2 separate regions of the Xenopus laevis genome follow, and region 2 is linked to region 1. The links are chromatin contacts, called in public Hi-C maps. All regions are on one chromosome and are shown on one strand. Each heading gives the region's core, a stretch centred on a gene start, on an enhancer-like site or on the middle of the called end of the contact. The rest is flanking DNA. Distances are from core to core; before and after follow the strand shown. Region 1 overlaps gna14.S (guanine nucleotide binding protein (G protein), alpha 14 S homeolog). Region 2 has its middle 41 kb from the start of gna14.S.

The links. Hi-C and Micro-C count contacts between places; a contact is called where the count stands out from the background.
Region 2: a contact with region 1 is called in a Hi-C map of the XTC cell line, with 3 times the contacts expected there. The contact joins two enhancer-like sites. A contact is called at or near these places in 2 of 4 Hi-C or Micro-C datasets (the XL177 cell line and the XTC cell line).

The regions. Positions count from the first base shown.
Region 1 is chr1S:122,269,580-122,274,880 of Xenopus_laevis_v10.1, forward strand. It overlaps gna14.S (guanine nucleotide binding protein (G protein), alpha 14 S homeolog), which reads right to left. Exons shown (of 7, transcript NM_001096387.1): 3 at 2,976-3,130; 4 at 1,711-1,839; 5 at 779-908. Among protein-coding and RNA genes, the nearest start is that of gna14.S, 59 kb to the right of the region's middle. Within about 2 kb of position 2,467, at least 1 of the 7 cell types and tissues checked has an H3K27ac peak or open chromatin away from gene starts, as enhancers often do.
Region 2 is chr1S:122,369,430-122,374,730 of Xenopus_laevis_v10.1, forward strand. No RefSeq gene overlaps it. Among protein-coding and RNA genes, the nearest start is that of gna14.S, 41 kb to the left of the region's middle. Within about 2 kb of position 3,307, at least 1 of the 7 cell types and tissues checked has an H3K27ac peak or open chromatin away from gene starts, as enhancers often do.

The sequences.
Region 1 (5,301 bases), core at 1,217-3,716:
CCTAGTTTGTTTTACTGGTTACTAGATGGGGTAAAGGAGCTGTGAGTTCCCTCTGCTATCCACCTCACACACACTGCGCTCCTTTCCTGCCTGCAATACTTCTTTTTTCATTAACTACTTACTGCCTCCTTTCTCCTGAGCTATTTTTACCCTTCCTAGACTTCCTCCTAAGTTTTCCTGGTTTTCAAGTATGTCCTCCTTATTTTATCCTTTTTTTCTATTCCCTGTCATCAGTCCTGGGAGTTCATTTTTGTGTAAACAAATATAATAAACTATCTATATAAAATATTTTTTCCAGTGCCCAAAATGAATTGTGTGTGTATATATATATATTTATTTTTGAAACGTAAGTGGGGGCAGTGATCACAGGACTATATTATTATTATTTATATGTTTGTATGCAGGATTTCAGTCCTTCTGAAGTGGTGTCAGTGGGAGCTTATCTTGATACCTGCCTATTGTTCAATTGACGGGCTCTATTTACATTACAGCAGCTTGTAGGAGGATGACATCACTCCAACTTGCAGTGCAGCAGTAAAGTGTGACTGAAGTTTATCAGAGCACAAGTCACATGACCTGAGGGCAGCTGGGAAATGTCAAAATGTCTAGCCCCATAGCAAATTTTAAAATTAGATATAATAAAATCCATTTCTTGTTTTGAAAAACGGATTTCAATGCAGGATTCTGCTGTAGTAGCACTATTAACTGATACATTTTGTAAAAAAACATGTTTTTCCATGACAGTATCCCTTTAATGTAACGTTTATTGCAATCTCACCTCATTGTCACATTCCGCAAGGACCTGATCATATTCGCTTAATGCCACTAAGAAAATAATGGAGGTAACGTTCTCAAAGCAGTGAATCCACTTCCGTCTTTCAGATCTCTGTCCCCCAACATCCACCATCCTATTGGTTTCAAAAATGCATAAAGCCCATGTGAGATATTTTCTTTTAATACAAATTAGAGAAACACAAATGAATGAAAAAGTGCAGATAGACACAAGCACAGAAAATGTTATCAATTCTTCTTCTAAAAGAATAACAGGTTGATTGGGGGGCTCTGGCTGAGGATACACATTAAGGGTAAAAGACAATACAGTGTTTTAATAACCCAGCATTCTAATACTAGCCATAAATAGAAAGATCTGTTTGTTTGGAAGTGGGCCAAATCAGGCTAATCCCAGATTTCATACTATAATAGGAACCTATGCAGACCCATTGGGAGAGGGGACCAGGGGGGTATCCAGCCTAAAGGCCAGTTAGAATGTCATTTTAGAAGAACAGCTTTTGGGATGAGCAAAATATTTCACAGGGGGAAAAAAAGTCCATAGACTCCAATATATAGTAAAAAAAATATATACGTTTTATTTCCTGCAACAAACATCCGATTGACTTCAATGCATTTGTCTAAAGTTTTGTCATTTTGCAAATTTCCAGCAAAGTGAAATGTGTCAGATTTGCCCTTCCCAACTGTTTACTTTTTACCTAGAAATTATTGAACCTGTTAGGGTAAAACAATGCAAACCTGTAAAACCATCCATTCATTCAAAGTCATAAAATGATTTGCCCCATTTGGGTGATTTGCCCTGCCATGATAGGGTATAACTAAAGATGTCCCTGAATTGCACAAGGGCTAATTGGCAGGTGTGTGTATTCTGTATAGATTTGTTAAATAAAAAGCATCTGAGGCTTCAATCAGGTAACTTACCTAAAAATAATGTTTTCTAAATCAAAGGGGTATTCAATGATTCCGGTGGTGGGAACTCTGACCCTCAGCACATCTTGCTGGGTGGGGATAAAGCCAGAGCTTGAAACGCGATCAATGTCGCTAAGGTAGCTGAAAAGATAAAATCTGGGTAAGAAAAGGTTTGTTTGGTGAAGTTATTGAGTCTCAAAAGAAAGTATAGCAGACTGGATGCTGAACAAAAAAATCTAAAGCATTTTTAGTCATGAAGACCAATTGCAAAATGCCTCAGAATATCACTTTCTATGTCTACATCATACTAATCCTTTTATCCTGGTAGAAATGAAAAATCTACATGAGTGCCAGTAATATACAGTGTATACTGTATTTCCGCATTCCCCCACCCACACTTTCTGGCCTGGGAAGGTGAAAACATAATATTTTGTAGGTGTAGACTAAAGCAACGCTAAGGGTGAAGACACACATGGCAATTTGCCGCCGCAACTTTTAAAATGATCATGGCGACTGATCGCCATATGTAATATCTCATAGCTCATATCCCATATCTGAGGGAGTTAAAGAATTAACAGTGACTCTGGCCTCAGGGCAGTGTACTCTATAAACACAGATGGCAAAACAATGGCTATCCTGCATTCATATCTATCTCCTAACACTGTTGTGTAAATGAGGAACAGCTATCATGGACAAAGAGAGGAGTCCATAGACCGGCATCAGGTGAGGAAACAACAAAGGCAATGAAAAGATATGTTGTTTACACCCTCAGCGTTTCAGACCCCAGGAATAAAGGTCAGGTATGGAAGTCACTGTCTGTGCAACACTGCCACCCACAGAACATCTTAAACCTCATTAGTTGGTCTACACTGCCATCTACAGGACACTACTAACTTGGAGGTTTCCATGGCTCATCATATGACATCGACTTGATTGGCTGGGACTATCTTTTGGGTGTGGCTATCCTGGGAAAAGGGTAGTCTGCTTGTTTGAATGGTTTTCCTTATGTTTATATAAAGAGCATTGTAAATACTTTGTTAGTTCGACACTTCGACTCCCTTCCATTGCACCTTTCCCTATCCTTTCTATCTCCCTCCTTTTATACCGTTTTAGTTCCTTTGTAAATAAATACCACTTATTTAAAGATCAGTCAGTCTCAAGTCATTAGCCTGGCACCCCAAAATAGAGCAGATTCAACACCATACCACAATCATCCCGCTATTCATCGCTGTGACTAATCAACATGTGTGTCTTTGCCCTAAACCCAAGATACTTACTACTTTGTGGAATCGGACAGCTGATATTCTCTCCTTCGGTCATAACATTCTTGGATGCCCTCATCTTCCCAGAGCTTCTTTATTGCCTCTACGTGTTTCCTTTCAAGACTGGATACTTTGTCCACCTCAACTTCTCGAATCAACAATGCATTTTCCTAGAATAACAAAGGCAGTGATCAATAAAAGGACAATCTAACTTCTCACACTCCATAAACATACGCAGGGTCTTTGATTTATTAACATAAGTACAGTCACTTCTATACATTAATCAGAAAGTCAAACCAAAGACTAGCTTGCATCAAAATATTAAATTCAAACTGATGGTTAGTTGCTATGGGCAACAGCACATTCACGATTAGACTGTAAGCTTTTAGGGGCCACCTTCCTCATGTGTCTTTTAATACCTAGCCTTTATTTTGAATGAAATGATGTGCATTGCATACAGTTCTGTTCTATTATTGTATTGTTTGAATGTACAGCACAGAAAAAACAGGTACCAGTATGGGATCCCTTATCTGTAAACCCGTTATCCAGAAAGCTCTGAATTATGGAAAGGCCATCCCCCATAGACAAGTTCAAATACAGCCGCACACCCTGGTCCTCCAATCACTAAGTCCTGGTGCACAGCGAGATAGGTATCAGCCACCTATCCAATGTATACAGCAAAAGATTCACTGGCACATGGGTAATGCTGGCAGGGTGATACCCTTGCTTTAAATGTATTTAATGCAGCATGCAACGTTTTGGGGATTTGGGGATGTCCCCCTTTATGATAAAGGGGGACATCCCCGAAACATTGCATGCTGCATTAAATACATTTAAAGCAAGGGTATCACCCTGCCAGCATTACCCGTGTGCCATCTCCCATAGACTCCATTTTATTCAAATCCAATTTTTTAAAAATGATTTTCTTTTTCTGTTATAATAAAACAGTGCCTTGTATTTGATCCAAACTAAGATATAATTATTCCTTATTGGAAGCAAAACTAGCTTATTGGGTTGTTTCCATAATTTTCTAGTGGACTTATGATATGAAGATCCAAATTATGGAAGAATCGGTTATCCTGTAAACCCCAGGTCCTGAGTATTCTGGATAACAGGTCCCATACCTGTAGTATTTTATATGTATACACACATATGTAAATTTATAAAAAAAATCTGTGATATTGGTGTTGAAAATGGGTGAAAAGAGTTAGAAAGATAAACACTTGTTTCTATAAGATATTGAGCCTTCCCCACACTGATTATTATAAGGTTGCAGACCCCCCCACTCATAAATAGTACGATGGGCTTTATAACGTGAAAGTAAATTCACGCTCATTTCATTATAAATTGTTATTTAAAGACCAATATAGTCAATGGTACAAAGAAGTTGTGATATAGAAACGAGGTAGCGAGGAATGTCCCCCACTTGCACAAAACATTTCTTTTTTGTAGCATTAACCAAATGATTGATATTGATTCTGTACTGTGCAATAAATGGGAAATCTCCCCTTAAATAACTGCAATTTTCCTCTAGGTGGCAGCTCTCTCTCTCAGAAGAGCCTCAAGTAAAAGTCACATACAGAATCCTTAAAAAAAAACCTCAGTAAGGGGCAGCAAATGGCATTCTGATTTAGCACAATGATTTGTAATAAAAGTAAAACAATATTGCAGTGCAGAGTAGAAATCGGGTTCTTCAAATATCTTTGTGTAGCTCTCATTTCCTCACCATAAATGGATTTTAATTAAAAGGCAAGCACATGCCAGTGAGTGTAATTGCTAGGTTTTTGTCCCGGGCTGGTGTTTCTTGGGGGAAAAATGTAATGTGTCTTACCTTCCCCAGTGGTGAATTAAGATAGCCAAATACTGCCAGATTTCTTTGTTTGGCAAAGCTGGCAAATCAGAGATCTGAGCCTCATTTGGCCACCCACACACAGGGCCAAATTTGGCAGATCCAACAACTGCATCATGCAGAGTGTACTACATGCCTGTTGGTTGAGAACCACACAACACCCAGATTCAGTCCACATAAGTCAAGTCGGCCCATCTTTGGCCCAATACACAGGTCTATAAACTGTAGACTTTTTTTGAAAGGACCAAGTCAGCATCTTTTATCAGCCTGTTTATGGCCACCTTAAACCCCTGGTCCCAATCATTCTGAATATCAGATCATATTCCTGTAGAAACAATGGTATTCCCATGATGACGAAACGCAACAGATACTGCTTGGTACGAACAAGCAAGCATTGTCATTTCATGATAGTTTGGCCATTACCTGCTTGTCCAATGAGAGTAACTATGTGATATTTGGTCAATGCTGCATGACTTTGTGCGACAGACCCAA
Region 2 (5,301 bases), core at 2,057-4,556, 100 kb after region 1:
TACTGTGATTCAGCATACACAAGAAAGAATAGGGCTTGTGTAAAAGTCATTAACAGAATTTAAAGCTTTCAATATGTTCTTTAAACTGGGCTTCAAGGCTATAAATTCAAACAAGTGGATCTGCCAAGACATAAGGAATAGCTGAGGCGTCATCAGATCCAAATCCAATCAGATCACAGAACAGTCTGTCAACATTGCACCCCTGAGGTTTCATACAAGCCCAGGTGTTTAAAACAGGTTAAACTTTGGAATTATCTTTATAGATTCAGATTCTAAGATATTTAAACTGATGAACCTCCTGCAGCTGATTTCCTACTGGTTAGAAAGTGGAGTTTTAGATATTTCCATTTTCATTTTCAATCTGTACCTACCTCATTAGCCAACTCCAATTTTGTAAATAATTATTTACATGTATATGTTAATAATACAACAAAAATGTAATGCATATAATCTTCAACAAAGAAGATTACTTGAAAAATTCAGTATCCTACAAGCACTGGTGCCTCCAAATACTGATGCAGTTTGACTTATGCATCAGTTAGAAGTCTTCTGAACTCTGAACTCTTTCTGGAAGCAAGAACTACTTTTCAGAAGCATAGGTTTTTATTATAGGCAAGCAACTGAGCACAAGCCTAACAACACCATGAACAATATCAAGCTTTGGATGAAGTGCTGTTTAGATAGGTAGATCTCATTGGACTCTAGAGCCATGGAAATGAGTTACCTGGAGTGATAATGCTTCACGGTTTTGCAGTCTGATGGATGAAGCTGGTTTGGTAGATGACAAGAAGATGCTAAATGCTTGACTACATATTGCTGACTGCAAAATTGGTGGAGGAGGAATAATGGCTGTGTTGACCATTATGGTTTTGTCTAGGCTAGGTGTTGATCAGGCACACATTTAACTTGCCTGTTGGATCGAGGACCCCATCTGTGAGTTGATGTGGTCCTCAATCTGACAGCCAGCATAGCAGCCAATTATTGGCCCCCGACAATAACTTGATCATTGGTCCAAGGTCCATATGTCCGGGACTGCCTGATATTGTTCTCCTCAAGGTGAGGATATTGGTGAAAGATACGTTCATTTGGTGACCTCAACAAGCTTTAGTTATACATGGATAGTGATGAGAAGGTTATTGTCAACTACAGTTTAAATAACTTCACCAAAAGTCGGCTTTTTATCAATTGTAAAAGATATAGGCGCTCGTTTGTGAAAGGTACACTGTGTAGTAGGCAAAACAATGGCCACATAATTGCACATAACACTACTTCTTTCACATATATAGTAAATGTATAGGACTTATTATCAGGAATGACTTGGACCTAATTTTCCAGATAAGGGATAGTTCTGTAATTTGTATCACCAAACCTTAACCCCCATAAGCAATAAAGGGGGCAGTTACCTATAGCAACCAATAAGACGTTTGCTTTAAAACAGGTTACCAGTAAATGCTCCCTGCTGATTGGTTTCTATGGGTTACTGCTCTTCTGCTTTAGACTTGAAAAACTAAAATTTGTGAGTATACAAACTCGAATTTCAAAAATGGTTAGATTTTTGCCTAGGACAACTCCCGTTGGCTTCTACATGACCTCACCAGCTTTTAGATGCTAATTATTTACCTGCTTGTTTTGAATTTCGAGGTTTTTTTTTTTTACTTAGTTTATAACTGACATTCAAGTTCATTGAATCACCCTCTAATACTTTTACATCTCGGAAGCATATGCATTCTAGGCGACAGGAAGAGACCAATTATAATAGTTGAAAAACAATTTTAAACATCTCAGTTTACATGGGAGCCAGAAATGTATTATGTCAAGACAGAAGAAATGACTAGAGTCTATTTTGCCAGTCAATACATGAATAGGCATTGCATTTCTCATTAAGTTCCATCACCTACCACATGGTTATATTATTTTTGAGGTTAAAAATCATTGTATTTACTTGCTTTTTTCCTATGTTATTTATATTTATTTATGTTATTTAAATAGCACTGACATTCTTATGCAGAATTTTCAGCGGACTGTTTACAACGGTCCCTGCAGAATTCCTAGTGGAGCTGCCACTCTAAGGAGCTGCACACACTAGGGGACAAATTCACTAACCTCCGTAAATTCGCCAGCGACGGCTTCGCTCACATCGCAACACTTCGCCAGGCGTAGATTCGCCGGGACAATGCTAATTCACTAAAATTTGAAAATTGCGTCCAGGGCGACGAACTCTGGCGAAGTTGCGCTAGCGTTACTGCACCATGCGAAGCTAAATTGCGTTAGCGTTGTCTAATTTGCATGCGGCGGGAACGGGAATTTAAAGTTGAATGGACGTATATGTTGCAGCAAATACATTACACTACACAAGCCCAGGGAACCTTAATAAAAGAAAATAGAGTTGTTATATTGCCCTACACATGAGCCCAGCATATAGTTTATGTGCTATATGGTAGGAAATGTAGGGGAAACCCGGGAAACCAAAAAAAAAATTTATGGACTTTTGCAGCCTATCACCCTGAAAAAACTAAAAGACGCCAGCATTTTTTGGGACTTAGAAAATTTTTGAACTAAAAATTGAAGAAACCCTATACATTCCATTGCACTTCGCTTGGTCTGAGCTGGCGAAGGCAAGTCTGGTAACGTTTAGTAAAATGTGCATCTTAGTGAATTTGCGAAGTAACGCTCTTTTGCCAGAGTGAAACTTCGCCTGGCGTAAGAGTGCGAAGTAGCGCTAGAGGCTATCTTCTTCACTAGCGAAGTTACTCCAGCACCCATTAGTAAATCGGTGAAGTACGGAAATGATGTCACGCTGGCGAATTTTCGCTAACATTAGTCACTTCGCCCTTTAGTAAATTTGCCCCTAGGTTGGTTTCATCAGGAAACTGCTGCTGATGGTATCAGAAACAAACCCAGGATCATAACACTAATCACAGAGACCATCTTTTGGAATGCTGTGTTTCAGGATTTACAGGGAAGCGTTTGCTGTGAAAGTAGAACTATCAGGAAAACTGGAGGAACATGAATGTCTGGACAGGTTAGAAGATATAGGCAAAAACAGGACTGCACAGAAAAAGATGCTTAAACTAAAACAAATGCTAAAAGCAACAAGGCAGGGCAGATGTCAAATCAGTATAGGAAGCACTTCTACAACACTGTCCCATCACAATACTTTCAGGGGCAATTAAGCACTTAATACACAGGTCTGTTCCTTCATCTCACTTTTATTTTAGACTCTAACTTATGTCAGCAACAGCGATAGAAACTATCTTTGCTATGTAATCTTCTCTGAATGCAGCTAGAATGACTAACTTCTGAGCCAAGGACCCTACATCTAACAGGGTCCTGAAAATCCAAATTTGTGGCCTGTAAATAACTATTAGCATCTCTTATTTTTAAATTACACTGTTTACACTGCAAATTTCATTCCTGAATCAGCAAGTATATATTTTTTTAATTTGTAATATTGGTGTGTGTAGGCAGCCATCTCAAGTCATTTTGCCTGGTCAAGTGCTTTCAGAAAGAGCCAGCACTTTAGGATGGAACTGTCTGGCAGGCTGATGTTTCTCCCACTCAATGTAACTGAATGTGTCTCAGTGGGACTTGGCTTTTTACTATTGAGTGCTGTTCTTAGATCTACTAGGCAGCTGTTATCTTGTGTTAGGGAGCTGTTATCTGGTTACCTTCCCATTGTTCTGTTGTTAGGCTGCTGGGGACTGGGGAGCACCATTAACTGATGTGTTTTTTTTTTTAAAAAACCCATGTTTTCCCATGACAGTGTGCCCTTACACTAGGGGCAGATTTATCACGGTTCGAATTTCGAAGTAATGGGAGTTTTTTTTTAACGAAATTTATTAAAAAATCTAAGTTTTTAACTTGGGGTGAATAGGCTGTATTCGAATCGATCGAATTCCAATCAAAGGATTTGCCCCAAAAAATGTAGATTTTTCAAAGTCCACCAATTGACTTCATATAGGCTCTAGGAGGTCCCCCATAGGCTAAAACAGCAATTTGGCAGGTTTTAGATGGCGAATGGTCAAAGTCAAAGTTTTAAAGAGACAGTACATGATAAATTTCGATATTCAAATTAGGGTTTTTTTTCAAATTTCAAATAGAATTTGGACTATTCCCTAGTCAAAGAACACAAAAATTGAAATTCTAATTTTTTTACTTCGAATTTTCACTTCGACCCTTGATAAATCTGCCCCCTAAAGTACCTCATCTCTGGCAGCAAAACATATTATGCAGTCCTTTACAGAGCTTGTTAATAAGTCCAATTTCTTTACTGAGCTAAGGCTAAATAGTTGCATCCATATTATATGTGGAAGCCCTCACCCTTTATAAAAACATTCTCCTAAATGGGAGATGTTGAATGAAAGATTCCAGTGATTGTTTTTTTTTTTGTAGGATGAATAGCCTGACAAGTTCAGCTGGCCGTGTTTGGGAAGGCTGCCCTTACCTGTGTGTTGTGAACGAGGACCAACAGGTTTCCATAGGTCCTGTGTTATGACTGATTGTTGGCCGCATCTATTAGCAAAATCAGAGATCTCACCAGCTTTAGAGTAGAGTAGTAGATTAATTACAAGAGCCTAGCAATGTGAATGCATTGGGTAAAGAGAATAACTTACAGTGTACGTGCCAGAAGCTAGCCTGTGAGGGGACAATAGGGCACCCTGGAGTAAAGTGCAAAAAAGAAGAAGCTTACTGAGAGTGTTACAGTATATAGCTAGAAAGATTAAAAAATATTTTGTTGAGAACCTATATTGACGATACAAATATCCATTATGGCAGCTTTTTTCCCCCAGACCGTTGTTCTTTTTCACATGATGCAATCCACGCACGATCAGACTCTGATTCTATAAAGGCAAATTCACTAACCTCTGTAAATTCGCCAGCGATGGCTTCGCTCACTTCGTAACACTTCGTCAGGTGTAGATTCGCCAGGACAATGCAATTTCACTAAAATCCGAAGTTGCGTCCAGGGTGCCGAACGCTGGCAAAGTTGCGCTAGTGTTACTGCGGCAAGCGAAGCAAAGTTGCGCTAGCATTGCCTCATTTGCATACGGCGGGAAGTAAAAGTACAATGTATATGTTGCAGCAAATACATTACACTACACAAGCCCAGGGAACCCTAATAAAATAAAATAATGTTGTTATAATGCCCTACACATGAGCCCAGTGTATAGTTTATGTGTAAGGAAATGTAGGGGGAAGCAGGTTACCCCCAAAAAAATTTACGCTCTTTTGCAGCCTATCACCCTGAAAAAGGAAAAGACGCTAGCGTTTTTTGGGACTTAGAAAAATTTTTAACTATTT